Linked DNA regions of Mus musculus: region 1 is linked to region 2. Evidence: chromatin contacts called from public Hi-C data. All regions are on one chromosome and are shown on one strand. The core of a region is the stretch at or near the end of the contact, and the rest is flanking DNA. Distances in the headings are between cores, read along the strand shown. Region 1 overlaps Sfxn5 (sideroflexin 5). Region 2 holds the start of Emx1 (empty spiracles homeobox 1).

Region 1 (5,593 bases), core at 2,263-4,762, 44 kb before region 2:
GCTCTGCAGGCCCCAGCAGTTTGTTCTAGCTTTGTTTTGACAGCATCTTAGGCCCTCTGTGTACCACTTCCCCAACCCCTGATCCCTCTACATCCCAGGTTGGGGAGGCTGCCCTTCCCCCATGCAGAGAATCTGCTCTTCTCAGAGGCTCAGTGAGGGAGGGTGGAGCAGTGTATTCTGTTGTCTGGAATCCAGCTCTGTGAGCACTGCTGTGAGCGAGCCCAGGCTGCCAGATGTGCTGAGCAGCAGTGCACACACCTCACACTTGGGGTGGGATTTGCTTCCCTCGCGGATGCTCTCCACTCACCCCAGCCTGTCCCCATCCGCAGGCCCTGCTGGAGACAGCTCTGACACGTGTGGTTCTGCCTATGCCCATTCTGGTGCTTCCTCCAATCGTCATGTCCATGCTGGAGAAGTAAGTCAGGCTGTGGGTATGGGGGAGATGCTGGGTGGGGAGCCATGGTCCCTACCTGTTGTGCTGCTGGGGGTGGGAGGCACCTCCTCTGTCTCCTGCTGTACTGGACAGCGGTGTTGAAACTCATGACTTTTCCCAGGCAGTTGGCTGGTGCTCAATGCTGCCGGGTCACCCATGGAAAAGCATGGCTCTGCCCTGGTGGAGGGACAGGGTAGCTGGCGGTTTGGGTCAGAGTCTGTGTGACCCTGTGAATGTAAACCCAAGCCCTCGGGGGAGAAGCATGCGGATCTCTGTGAGTTTAAGACCAACCTAGACTACATAATGAGTCTCGGGCCACATGTCTTTTTAAAAATTAATTAATTGTAATAAAGCAAAAGTGGAATAATAATGATCTCCCTGGCTCCCTCAGAGGACAAACCACAACTATTTGTTATGTCACTGTCCATAAGGGGGGTACCACAATGCTAATAAAAGAGGGCTCCTATTATTAGCACACATAAAGAAAGCCCTGTAGACCAGGCTGGGCTTGGACTCAGAGATCCTCCTGCCTCTGCCTTCTGAGTGCTGGGACTGTAGGCGTGTGCCACCACCTACTTATTTATTGGTGAGTGTGTAATAGGAGGGTGAAACCTGGTAGAGCTGGGAAATGGTTGAACAGAGAAGGAAGAACCAGGGTCCACCTGCCTACGGAGGCCTGGGAGGCCTGGGGAGGGGCAGGGAAGGGGCCTGGGTAAAGCCTGGTTGGTATGTGCACGTGCTGATAAGCAGGTAGACGCCCCTCCCTCTTGTGGGGACCCTCTGGGATCCAGTATGCTTAAAGGAAAGCCTGCCCATTGGGACAAATAGACAAAGGTCCTGGGCACCCACAGGAGAGACCCTTCAATCCCAGAAATGGGCAGAGCCTTTGTATCTGAGCATTGAGATTAAACACGATTAATCTGGGACAGGTATAGTGGCCCAGAACTCAGACAGATGAAGCAGGATTGCCATGTCTTTGAAAGTAGTCTGGGCTACATAGTAAGTTCCAGCTTGGGCTAAAACCTGAAACCCTGTTTTGAAAGCAGTTTAAGAAAAAAGGGAAGGGAAGAGAAGAGAAGGGAAAAAAACAAATTTAGCATGGGAACTGACAACAAATAAACAACAGCAAATTATAGATTTGAAGAGGGCAGTTCTTTGTTTATCTGGTCTTGGTGTAGCCCTCTCCTGTGAGTCTCAGGACAGATATGCAGACCAGGGCCAGGTGAAGAGGGTGTGGCTTTCTGCCGTGGGGGTGGGGGTGGGGTGGAGGGTGGGGAGCCTGTGCTCATTGAAAACTGGTTAGTCACCTGTCACTTGTGCAAGCCTGGTAGGACAGAGCCCTCACCTGGCAGCTCAGGCAGAGAAGTCTTCTTATATACACATACACAGGCATCAAAGGGCAGCGGAGCTGGGGAAGCCTAGGACTCCTGCAAACTTGTCCCACAAGGCTCGGAGAGCTGCTGAGGGAGAATGCAGTCTCATCTCCCCACGCTGGGATCCAGAAGCAGCTGGGGGATCCAGAAGCCCTTGGCTACGGCAGGTTTTATGGCCCAAGAGAATTTGGCTTGCTGGGATAAAGTAGGCAAATCCACTGCAGACAGCAGGAGCACAGCTGAAGCTCCAACCCTCCTCCCTGAAGCAGCCGGCAGCCAGCAGCCAGCAGCCAGTGCAGTTTCCAGGTCCCTCAAAACTACACCCAGGAGTGGGGAGAAGCCTGGCTCAACCAAGGCCAGCCAGAGGCCCGACCTTCAGCATGGATCTGCTGGAGAGGAGCATGACCTGCAGTGCCTTCCCAGTTTGCATAGGAACTGAGTTGGCAAAAAGTTGAAGGAGGGTCAGCATGCCATTGCTCTGTGGGCTTAAAGTTTATTTTAGGAGTTATAGGAGGTGGGGTGGAGATTATTTTGACTTTGAACCCTCCCCAGACTAAGGGGAGTCAGGAGTGCTACAGGGCCTGGCTCACCCTGGAGGAAGCCGTGGGCTTGGGAAATGAGAAGTCAGTAGTCAGGGCTCCACACAGCCTACTAAATAGTTGGTCCTTTCCTGGGGCTCCTGGGATGATTTTGAGGGAGAAGAGTCTAGTTCCAGTTCCCTCAGGAATGTTAAGGTGGATGAGACTCAGTTGTACACTCAAAGACTTATTAATCTCATGCCCACTGTAAAACCACCAGGACTGGATGGCAGGAGAGGCAGGCACTGGAGCAGAGCCCGCTGAGGCTCCTAGTAGGGACGTTCGTTCTTCCAGCCTCAGTTTCCCACCGAAAATGAGGACACTGCCCTTCCTGCTCTTCCAGGCTTGGCATTTTTCACCACTCCAACATCTCCCTTTGATGCAGGACAGGCAGCTGTGCTGTCCAGAGTTCTTGGGTGCAGAGTTTCAGGGCTAATGAGAGGGGGCAGCCCCCACCCTCCCGAGCCAGGTTGGGTGAGGAAGTCTGGACAGCCAGGGAGAATAGACAAAGGCACACTTACAAAGCAGCTGACTTGCAAATTAATGGAGCGCAAAGTAGGGCTGCGCTGTAAGTGCTGAAGGAATGCACAGCACTGGGGGGGGACCAGCTGTTGTGTGGCAGCAGCCTGGCTTGCCTCTGGCCTCAGTCTATCTATCCTCTCCGGCAGGAGCACTGGGGTCTTGATTCTGGGCCTCCAGCTAGGATTAGACAGAGGTGGAAAGAGACTCTGTGTGCCCCATTGTCCTTGCCATTGAGACCAAAAGAAGTATGAGACCACCACCTATGCTGGAAGTGCCCCCCCCCAACCTCATATTCCACACCTTCCCTGTAGACCCTACCATCCAGGAAGCTGAGTTCAGATCCAGCACTGACTGGGAGGCCCCCAGATTCAGTTCATCAGCACGGAGGCAGGTGTCAGTGTAGGGACAGAAAGGCTCCCCAAGCCTTGCAACCCTGGCTCAGGATATACTGGAAGAGTGAACGTGGGTGGTGGAAGCTGTGTGGAGGTCCGGGCCCCACTCATGGTAGATCCCTGAGTCCACTCCCCAGCTCCTTCCCTGCCTGTGATCCGGGTCTTCCCTTTCTCCAGGCATTCGCACATCTCTCCATCTGCATATTTTAACTCCCCCAGCTGCCTTTCCAATCCCTGCCTGCCATTTCCCTCTTCTCCCCTCCCCCCATACTGCTGTGTTCCCTCTTGGGGGCTCTGGACTAGACTCCTCAGGCTTCCCAAAGGTTGCACCCCTGGGGCTCCCTGGACCCACCTGCGCACCTGCGGATAAGGGACTTCAGCCTGCCTCCCTGAGGAGTCAAGGTCATGCCCATGGATGGGAGTTTGTCCAGTGTTACTTCCAGGAAGTCCCAGAGGATCTGTCACCCTTCCCTGCCCTAGGTGACCCTCAGGGATGTGCCTCCAGGAACTCTATACTCTTGGAGAACTGTCACAGGGCAAGAAAGACAGCCCTAAGTCCTAGGCATGAGAAGATGATCAGAGATGATCTTGGCCTCATTCCAACCTCTATGTGACACCCCAGGAAGCCTAAACTAGAAGGATAATGGGGTGCCACTTCTCTTGGGGCTGAGCTTGATTTTGGCATCCTTTGTCTTGTTCCTCTTATTTCTTGGGAGAGCCCTTACCCCAATCCCCAGTTACTCAACCTAGGCTTTATCCAGCATTCACACAGAGCATGGGGTCTGGGCCAGCCAAGAAGGGCAGGAGAACAATTCTACTGGCAGGATTTCCTATCCTTCATGCAGGTAGCAGTGGCAGCGGCAGAGATGATGTACACTTACCTGCTGCCGAGCTGGCTGACCTTTGGATTTGCTCAGAACTGATAAGCAGTTGGGTCTTGGTTAACACCTGACTGAGAACATGAAAGGCAGCACCTCTCAGAGGTGCGATCTGGAGACTCATGAATGCCAGTTCCTGGGTCTAATGCCAGCAGAAGGAGGGTCCCAGGGAATCAGGAGCCACTTTTAACTAGACCATTCCAGGGTGCACTGCAAGTCTGAGAACTGCTACTCTCAACCACACTGTTTGCTGAGGGGGCAGGTGTTCTTGAGTTTGCCCCAGAAGGTAAAAGTGAGTGAGGGTTTGCTTACTCCCATCCTTGGGATCCTGACCACAGAGGGATGGATTGGTCAGTCTTCCCTCATTCGGATAAACATCTGAGATTGGTAGAAAACCCTCGGTTTCAGATGGTTTCACCTGTCATCTAGCCTTAGCCCTGGGGCATCAGGCCAACGTGGTGTGCATAGGAGCGGAGCAAAGCTGGCTCCTTTATGTAGTGGGAAATGTAGTAGGAGAGGGACTGGACTTCCCTTATGTCCCTGAAGGGCACCCCACCTCAGTGAACTGAGACCACCCACTGGACCCTAGCTCTTAGCTTCTGCCATCTCCCAACATGATCTAAACCTTTAATGTATGGCAGCTTGCAGACACATAAGATCTAGACTGTGTACAGCAAGGGCCTCTCCTCTATGACTGGAGCCAGACCTGCTGGGGGGGGGGCGGGGGGGGGGGTCGAGTAAGAGCTCCTGTTGTAATGTACTCCACAGGCCGGCCCTGTGAGGCTGCTGTGGCCACTGAGGTCGGGTTTAGGGCCCATCTAACATCTTTAGCAGATGATCCAGGTATTCAGTTCTGCTGGCATTATCCACTCTCCAGGGGCAGAATGCCATAGATCCTGACAAATGACCATTTCTGTAAGTGTTGTGAATAGGTACTTGTCAGCTAGGGTGGCCTACCTCAGTCCCAGGAAGTCATTCAAACTCAGCCCATGGAATCCTTCCCCCAAACCTGCCATAGGGAGTGTATGATAACTACATCATGCAGGGAGGTGTAGCTGTCAAAAGGTCCTGAAGTCAGGAGCCAGGAACAGCTATGGTGATAGCCACACAGGGTATTAGAGTCCAGGCAGCTGCCTGCAGAATTACCCATGGTCATGTCTGCCCACCCCATGGCCCTTGGATAGAAGTGGTAGTCAGTGGGATGTCTTCATTTTTCATGCACAGGACAGGACTGCATATCCCTGGTCACATGTATATGTTTGTACATGCACATGTGTGTGTATGTATGTGTACCTAAGTGTATTTGGTGTCTACTTTCTGGATGGCACATACTGGGGTTTTCCTGCTGTTTAGTATATCTAAAGGATACCTCTCATACGTGTGTGTTTCTTTAGTAGCCAGGGATGACAGTCACTTT
Region 2 (6,087 bases), core at 333-2,832:
AAATAGCCTTCTCCAAGTCAGTCAAGCGACTATAGCTAAAGATTCAAGACATTTTTCCTTTTATCATATAAATAATTGTATCACATATCAGATTCTCTTTGGCCGCGTAGCTCTGGCTCAATGTCAGTGTAGCTCCTGGAGCTGCTGTTTTATGAAACGCTAAATTTACCTGTAAATAAAGTCTATATCAAAGTGGGAACTAAGCAATTGCTATAGGAATCAAGGCCAAAATTTTCTTTTAATGAAAGAAAAGAAAACTGCACATCCAAGGAAGAAAATTATCTGCACTGGACACAACTCTCTCTCTCTCTCTCTCTCTCTCTCTCTCTCTCTCTCTCTCTCTCTCTCTTTAGGAAAGTCAGATAACTGGTGTGTGTGTGTGTGTGTGTGTGTGTGTGTGTGTGTGTGTGTGTGTGTTTGTGCGTGTTTAAAGCTTTTGGAGGGGTCTTAATTAGCAAACCAGATGCGGCTGCAGACGGGGTGGGGTAAGACTAGATATGACCTTAAAAGCCCTCCTCTGCCACTACCCCTCTCAAGAGGACTGTCCTGAGCTCTAGCAACCGGGTGGGCTCCTGGAGGAGGTCAGTGGTGAAGAAAGCCGGTTTGTTTTCGCAAGCCTTTTCCACTTTGGGTCGGAGAGGGCACATGTAACTGGGAAAAGTCTGGCCAAGGTTGCTGAGAAACGTCCCAAGAAATCCGAGTGAACGCACCACGCTGCCCTGCTTCTCACAGAGCCAGCGAATGCAGGTGGACTTTCCCCTGCCCCGACGCGCCAAGAGTAGTGGTGACCAAAAGAGCGAAGTATGGTCACAGCTCAGAGCTCTGGCGCGGGAAGGGCAGAGGGCCAGCATTTCAGGGTTGGGACTGGTTTAGTCGGAAAGGAGATTAAGGTTGGCCACTGGAGGGTCTGAAAAAGCTCCTAGGATGCTCTCGGCCTTCTATTCCAATTGGCTTTATTCCTTGAAAAGCGTGGCGGTCCCAACCTCACTTCTTGGGTGGGAGACCAACGCAGCAGACCACAGGCTAATCGCCTGCGCACAGTCCAGGCTGATCCCTAAGCCTTGTCCCCCCACAACTTCTGAACATCCCCGCCGCCGCGCCTAGCCTCCCCCCGCATCCCCGGGTCACGAACACGGCATGGACACTCACCCTGGAAGCGGTGGCCAAAGAAGCGATTCCGAAGCACCCAGGGGTAGAAGTGGAGAGGGTCCCGATGCTGGGCGCTGAAGAAAGAGTGAGGGGGTTGCAGCGAGGAGGAGCCCAGCTGGTGTGCCGGGTGCACCGTCAGAGCCGGGTGGTTCATGGCCTCTGGGAACACCAGCTCCGGCCCTCCATAGAGCGAGCGGCCGGCGCCCGCAGCGGCAGCGGCAGGGAAGCCACTCACGAAGGCCGTCTCGGCCGCACTGGGGTGAGGATAGTTGAGCGCCGTGGGCCTGAGCGGTTCCTCTGATGCGGCCACAGCCAGTGGATGGGAGCCCGCGCCCCCGCTGCCAGGACTCCCGCCGGTGCCACCATCCTTGGCCACCAAGGACTCTATGGTGAAACCCCGCTTAGCCGCGGGCTGGAACATCGTCGCGGCCGCCGAAGCGGAGTGAGGTAGCGGGGCTCTGGGGAACGCTCGGTGCCCCGGCGCTGCCGCCGTGCGGGGTGTGCACCAAGCCTGGCACATGCACTCACGCCCGCACCCTTCACCTCCCCCGCCCGCCCACCCGCCCGCGCTCGGCCCTTGCGGACCAGCCAGGAGCGGGGCGGCGAGGGGCGTGCGAGAGCCCTAACACCGAGTTGGGCCACTGCGCACCGCCTGGAGCGTGGTCCCCGCGGCCCAGCAGGCAGCTCCTCTCAAACGCCCGGGCGCGGGCTGCCTGTGCTACTGAGAGCCGCTTCAGCGGTCCTCCTGGATCTCTCCCTTACTAATCAAGCTGTGACCGACCACCGCCCGTGATCTTTCTAGCTCTGCCGGGCCAGGCCTGGGCTGCAGCTCTGCGAGGAGAGAGTTAGCGGGCACCTGCCCCGCGCTCCCCCATTGGCCACCGCTCACCTGCCCCAAGGTGGGGGGCGGGGCGGGGCGGGGCGATGGATGGCGGGTGGGGGAATACGGTCCCCAGTCGGAGGCAAAAGCCGGACTGGAGCATTGGTGCTTGATCTAGTGTCCTCCTCCTACCCTCCACTCTGCATCTTGATTTTCTGACTTGGTCCTTTAGCCTCCGCCACACTCTGCTCTGAGGGGGACATCTACAAAGCCTGGGCTTGAGGAAATATACCAAACCCTCTTCAAGCACGTACCTCAGTTGAACCCCCTCCCTTCGCCCTGGGATGTCGTTTCAGTTCTTAGAGAACTTGGATACAAGCTTAGGATGGGTGTTTGGGGTCCAGCCTAGATTCTCCAGAGAACCTGGTCTACGTTCGCCTAACCTAAGAGAGCTCTCCCCTCACCCACCATCAGCCTCCGGAGCTGTTTTCTGAAGCTGCGGTTATGTTTCTGAAATTTCACATTTTTATGGATTTGGGGAACAGTGCTTCAAACAGGATATGCATTCTTTTCTCAGGGGCCAGGTTCGCACTGTCCGGGGAGGAGCGACATAACCCATCACTCCGCAGCTCTCCCGCGGCAGTTCGCAAGGGTTCCAATGCAGCGGTTTTGCCAGCCTTCCCCCTCCCTCCCTCGCGCTGCGACCATCTCCCACTGGACCACGGGGCTTAAGCTCAGAGTGATTTCCTTTCCTTGGGCGTCAGTATTGGACGACAAGGCCAAAATGGGGTCTTTGGGTCACTGCATTCTAAATTGGAGCTGGCCTTGCTGTTCGCGTGGTTCTCCAGAGGACAGGCCAGTGGTCCTTGGGGGGAGGGGAGTGGCATCCTAGCTTCTTGGACGTGTGACCTGCGACCTGCGACCGCGGGCCAGTGTCCCAATCTGCTCAAGTTAGTTTCCAATGCAGGCACTAAGTCCGGAGGGCAAGAAGGCGGTTGACCATTAGAACCTGTACTCTGTAATCTATCTACCCCAACCTTCCAGGGTACTGTGGCCTAAGGGGTCTCTTGGTTAGGAGGTCCAGACCCAGTCAGTCCTTGGTCGCATATGGCGGGAGAGGAGGAGGGCGAAGATAATTTTCCTTTTTTGACGCTGCCCTGGTGAGTCCAACTGGCCACAGCAAAACCCAAACGCTTACCTCCTAGCTGGGCCTCCAGAACCCCGAAGGGCAGTGGGGTCTACACCCCCTACAACTATGGGGACTCCAGGCCAGGTCTTGCAGCGGCCCGCCGAAATGCCCGGAGCCTTGGTCTGGAGAAGCGCTCGGGGCGCCCTCGCTGCTACAAAGCGGGTTAAAGTCTATTTTCCACTCCACTGCTCCGAAAAGCCCCCGCAAGCCTGTACCATTCCGACCCCCGTGGGCGAGATGGGGAGGAGGCGGCGAGAGGGGGCTGAAAGAGGACCGCACCTTGCAGCCCTTCCCGTCCTGGGTGACCCAGGACCAGATACTTGGGTTTCCCACTCTTTACCAGATTCGCGCTACTCACCCTGTCTCACCCTGCCTTCTCCGGATCTCTGCAACTTCTTATGATGCTTTGCCAACTCCCCCAACCCGATACCTGACTCAGATCGTCCCTTTTCAACTCCTGCTTCCTCTGTCCACATAAGGATCAATCTTTCCCTCTTTTCCTTTGCCACATACTGGATGGCAGGGCGGGGTGGGGGTGTTGATCACTAAAGTGGCAGAGGTGGGCATCAGAAGAAGGTCTCCTTGGAGCAAGGTCTGGGCAGAAACGGAGTTTCCATTGAGTAAAACTGTCTAGGCTTAAGCTCTGGGGACAACCAAGTGTTGGGCTCTATGGGGGAGACAGAACAGGCCCCCTTTCTGGTCTGTGTGCTCTGAGTCCCACAGGTCATCCTCAGGCTCCTCCTTCTCCCCTCGTGTCTAGCCCGGGCAGTAGCTAAGAACCCCTTAAAGGAGGCGATCAGCTGGGAAGCTGCACTGTCTCCACCATCCCAGTCTCGCATCTAAAGAACCTGCTCGGCTCATCACTGCTCCTAGGCAGTCCTCCACCCACGCGCCTTCCTCCCTATTCCTCTCCAGAATTCCCTAATCCCCTCCTGTCAGGCTGCAGGCATTGATACCTGCCTGGTTTCCTGACCTCTGCTCCCCTTAGGGCCTCCTCTTCCTAGCTACTCCCCTGCAGCAGCTGGAGAAGTAGCCAAGGCTTCCATCCCTTACTGGATTCTGCATGGAAGTTCTGACCTTCACCCAGTTCTCTCTTCCTGCCCTCCACCCTGCTCTGCCCTCGCCCCCACAGCATGCACACCTCTCCTTCTACCACCATCCTTTACCAAAATACCCCCCACCCCACCCCCGCCACACACACACCTTTCACCTTCAGCCTGCTGCCCACTTTATCATCCTGTGGTCTCCCTTCCCATCCAAACTGTTGGGCTCTGCAGGAGAGGGAGGCCCATCACACACAGTAAGAGCTCCTACACTCCACACATCTGCCTGGCTGTGCCAGCTCATCCCACATCTGTCCAGCCTTTTCCCTCGATTTCTTCAGAGATCCTGGCACCTACTCTGCTGATCCAACCTGAACCATCTGGACCATTCTGTCTGTTTCTCTCTCCTCAGTCTCTGAGATGGCATGGACCAAATGCAGACTCTGTGTACTGGACCATGAGACTTGTTCAAGCATCCTGCCTCCAGTGCATAGCTTGTAAGTGACAAAGGTTCTATGGGAATTCTGCAGAAATTCAATCAATAACAGATACTGCCCAGGGACAACACCCATTCCATAGAAGCCCTGGAGAAAAACCACCTGGGAAGCAGCTACCCTCTTTGTTGGGATGCACTAAGGGAGCATCTTCAAGACTTCCCTTTAGCTTCAGGTGGTTGTGCAGTATCTAGCCAGGCCAGGTAATTTCTCCATCAGAGCCTTGGCTATGAGCGAAACTCCATGTAGTATCCTCACCTGTCCCCTCTCTCTTCTAGTTTTCATTTCTTCATTTCTTCTCCAACTGACTTCCTGTTCATGTCTCCCACCCTTCAAAATATTTTTCTATCATGTTTCCCTCTGTCTCTTGACTTTTCTTCTTAATCACCCACCATCATTTTTTCTTTCTGAAACAGGTAAGGTCTTACTCCAGAGACCTTGAACTCACTATTTAAACCAGGCTGCCCCAAAATTCAAAGTGAATCTCCTGCCTTTCTCTTTCCAGGAACTGGGATTTTAAGAATGTGTCATCACACCCAGCTGACCCTACAACTTTCTGAATTCTTTAGTCTCTGGCAAGTTCTCTCACTGCCTCTCTTCCCACATCCTCACAGTCACTTCTACCCAATCCCAGCAGAAAAGTGGTTTGCAAACCTCCGGAACTTTCATGAGCACTTCCTTGTAAGAGGGATACTTGCTTAAGACAATGACAGGCACAGCCTCTTGGAGTGATTGTGAAACTAAATGGGTTACAGTCTCCACATGGTAACCTCTGGCCAGTACTCAGCGCAGAGTAAACCCTCAATAAACGCTAGCTGCTTTCTAGAACTGTCTTCTCCAGGGTGGAAGCCAGGAGCCACATATACTAATTAGGTGGATAAATGTTGGTGGCCCTAATTGAAATGTTCTGAAAATGTAAACATGTAGCATGCTTGAGCACACATGTAAGAAGTCCATTAATGTAAAACAGTGGACATCATATTGGATGGTTGAGTACTGTACAGTCAGTAATTTTAAAATGTACAGATTTTATTAATTTTTTATATTAGTTGTACATCGTAAAGAATATATCTGGTTAAATGAAATTTTATTAAGATTTTTTTCTGTTTTCGTTTCCAGTTTTTTTGTTGTGGTCGGGACAAGATCTTATCAGCCCTGGCTAGTCTGGAACTCACAGAGGTTCATCTGCCCCTGCTACCACACCCAACCCTGTTTTCTTTTTAACTCCTTAATACGGTTTCTATAACACTTAAAATTCTGTGTATCATATTTTTTTTTCTATTGAACAGAGTTGCTACAAAAATAGATTTAAAAAGAAAAAGAAAAGAAATTTGGGAGAAGGCAAAATGGATTTAAAATATGTATTTATTTTATTGGTTTTTTTGAGACAGT

Evidence for each region. A called contact is a pair of places that touch in the nucleus more often than the background predicts.
Region 1: a contact with region 2 is called in a Hi-C map of differentiating embryonic stem cells, with 7 times the contacts expected there. The contact joins the enhancer-like site here to the promoter of Emx1 in region 2. A contact is called at or near these places in 10 of 39 promoter capture datasets (the 3T3-L1 cell line, the C10 cell line, cranial neural crest and 4 more), 2 of 15 datasets of contacts at CTCF or cohesin (embryonic stem cells and stem cell-derived epiblast-like cells), 37 of 484 Hi-C or Micro-C datasets (ECoMG myeloid progenitors, bone marrow-derived macrophages, cerebral cortex and 13 more), 20 of 115 datasets of contacts at active chromatin or transcription factors (craniofacial prominence, embryonic forebrain, embryonic midbrain and 7 more) and 4 of 9 other capture datasets (adipose tissue, embryonic stem cells, liver and 1 more).

The regions. Positions count from the first base shown.
Region 1 is chr6:85,229,585-85,235,177 of GRCm38.p6, reverse strand. Sfxn5 (sideroflexin 5) reads left to right here. Exons shown (of 14, transcript NM_178639.4): 12 at 330-415. Among named protein-coding and RNA genes, the nearest start is that of Emx1, 44 kb to the right of the region's middle. Within about 2 kb of position 3,512, at least 7 of the 459 cell types and tissues checked have an H3K27ac peak or open chromatin away from gene starts, as enhancers often do. A contact at or near this core is called in differentiating embryonic stem cells, where this site is marked.
Region 2 is chr6:85,183,426-85,189,512 of GRCm38.p6, reverse strand. Emx1 (empty spiracles homeobox 1) reads right to left here and starts at 1,582. Exons shown (of 3, transcript NM_010131.2): 1 at 1,150-1,582. The coding sequence starts at 1,570.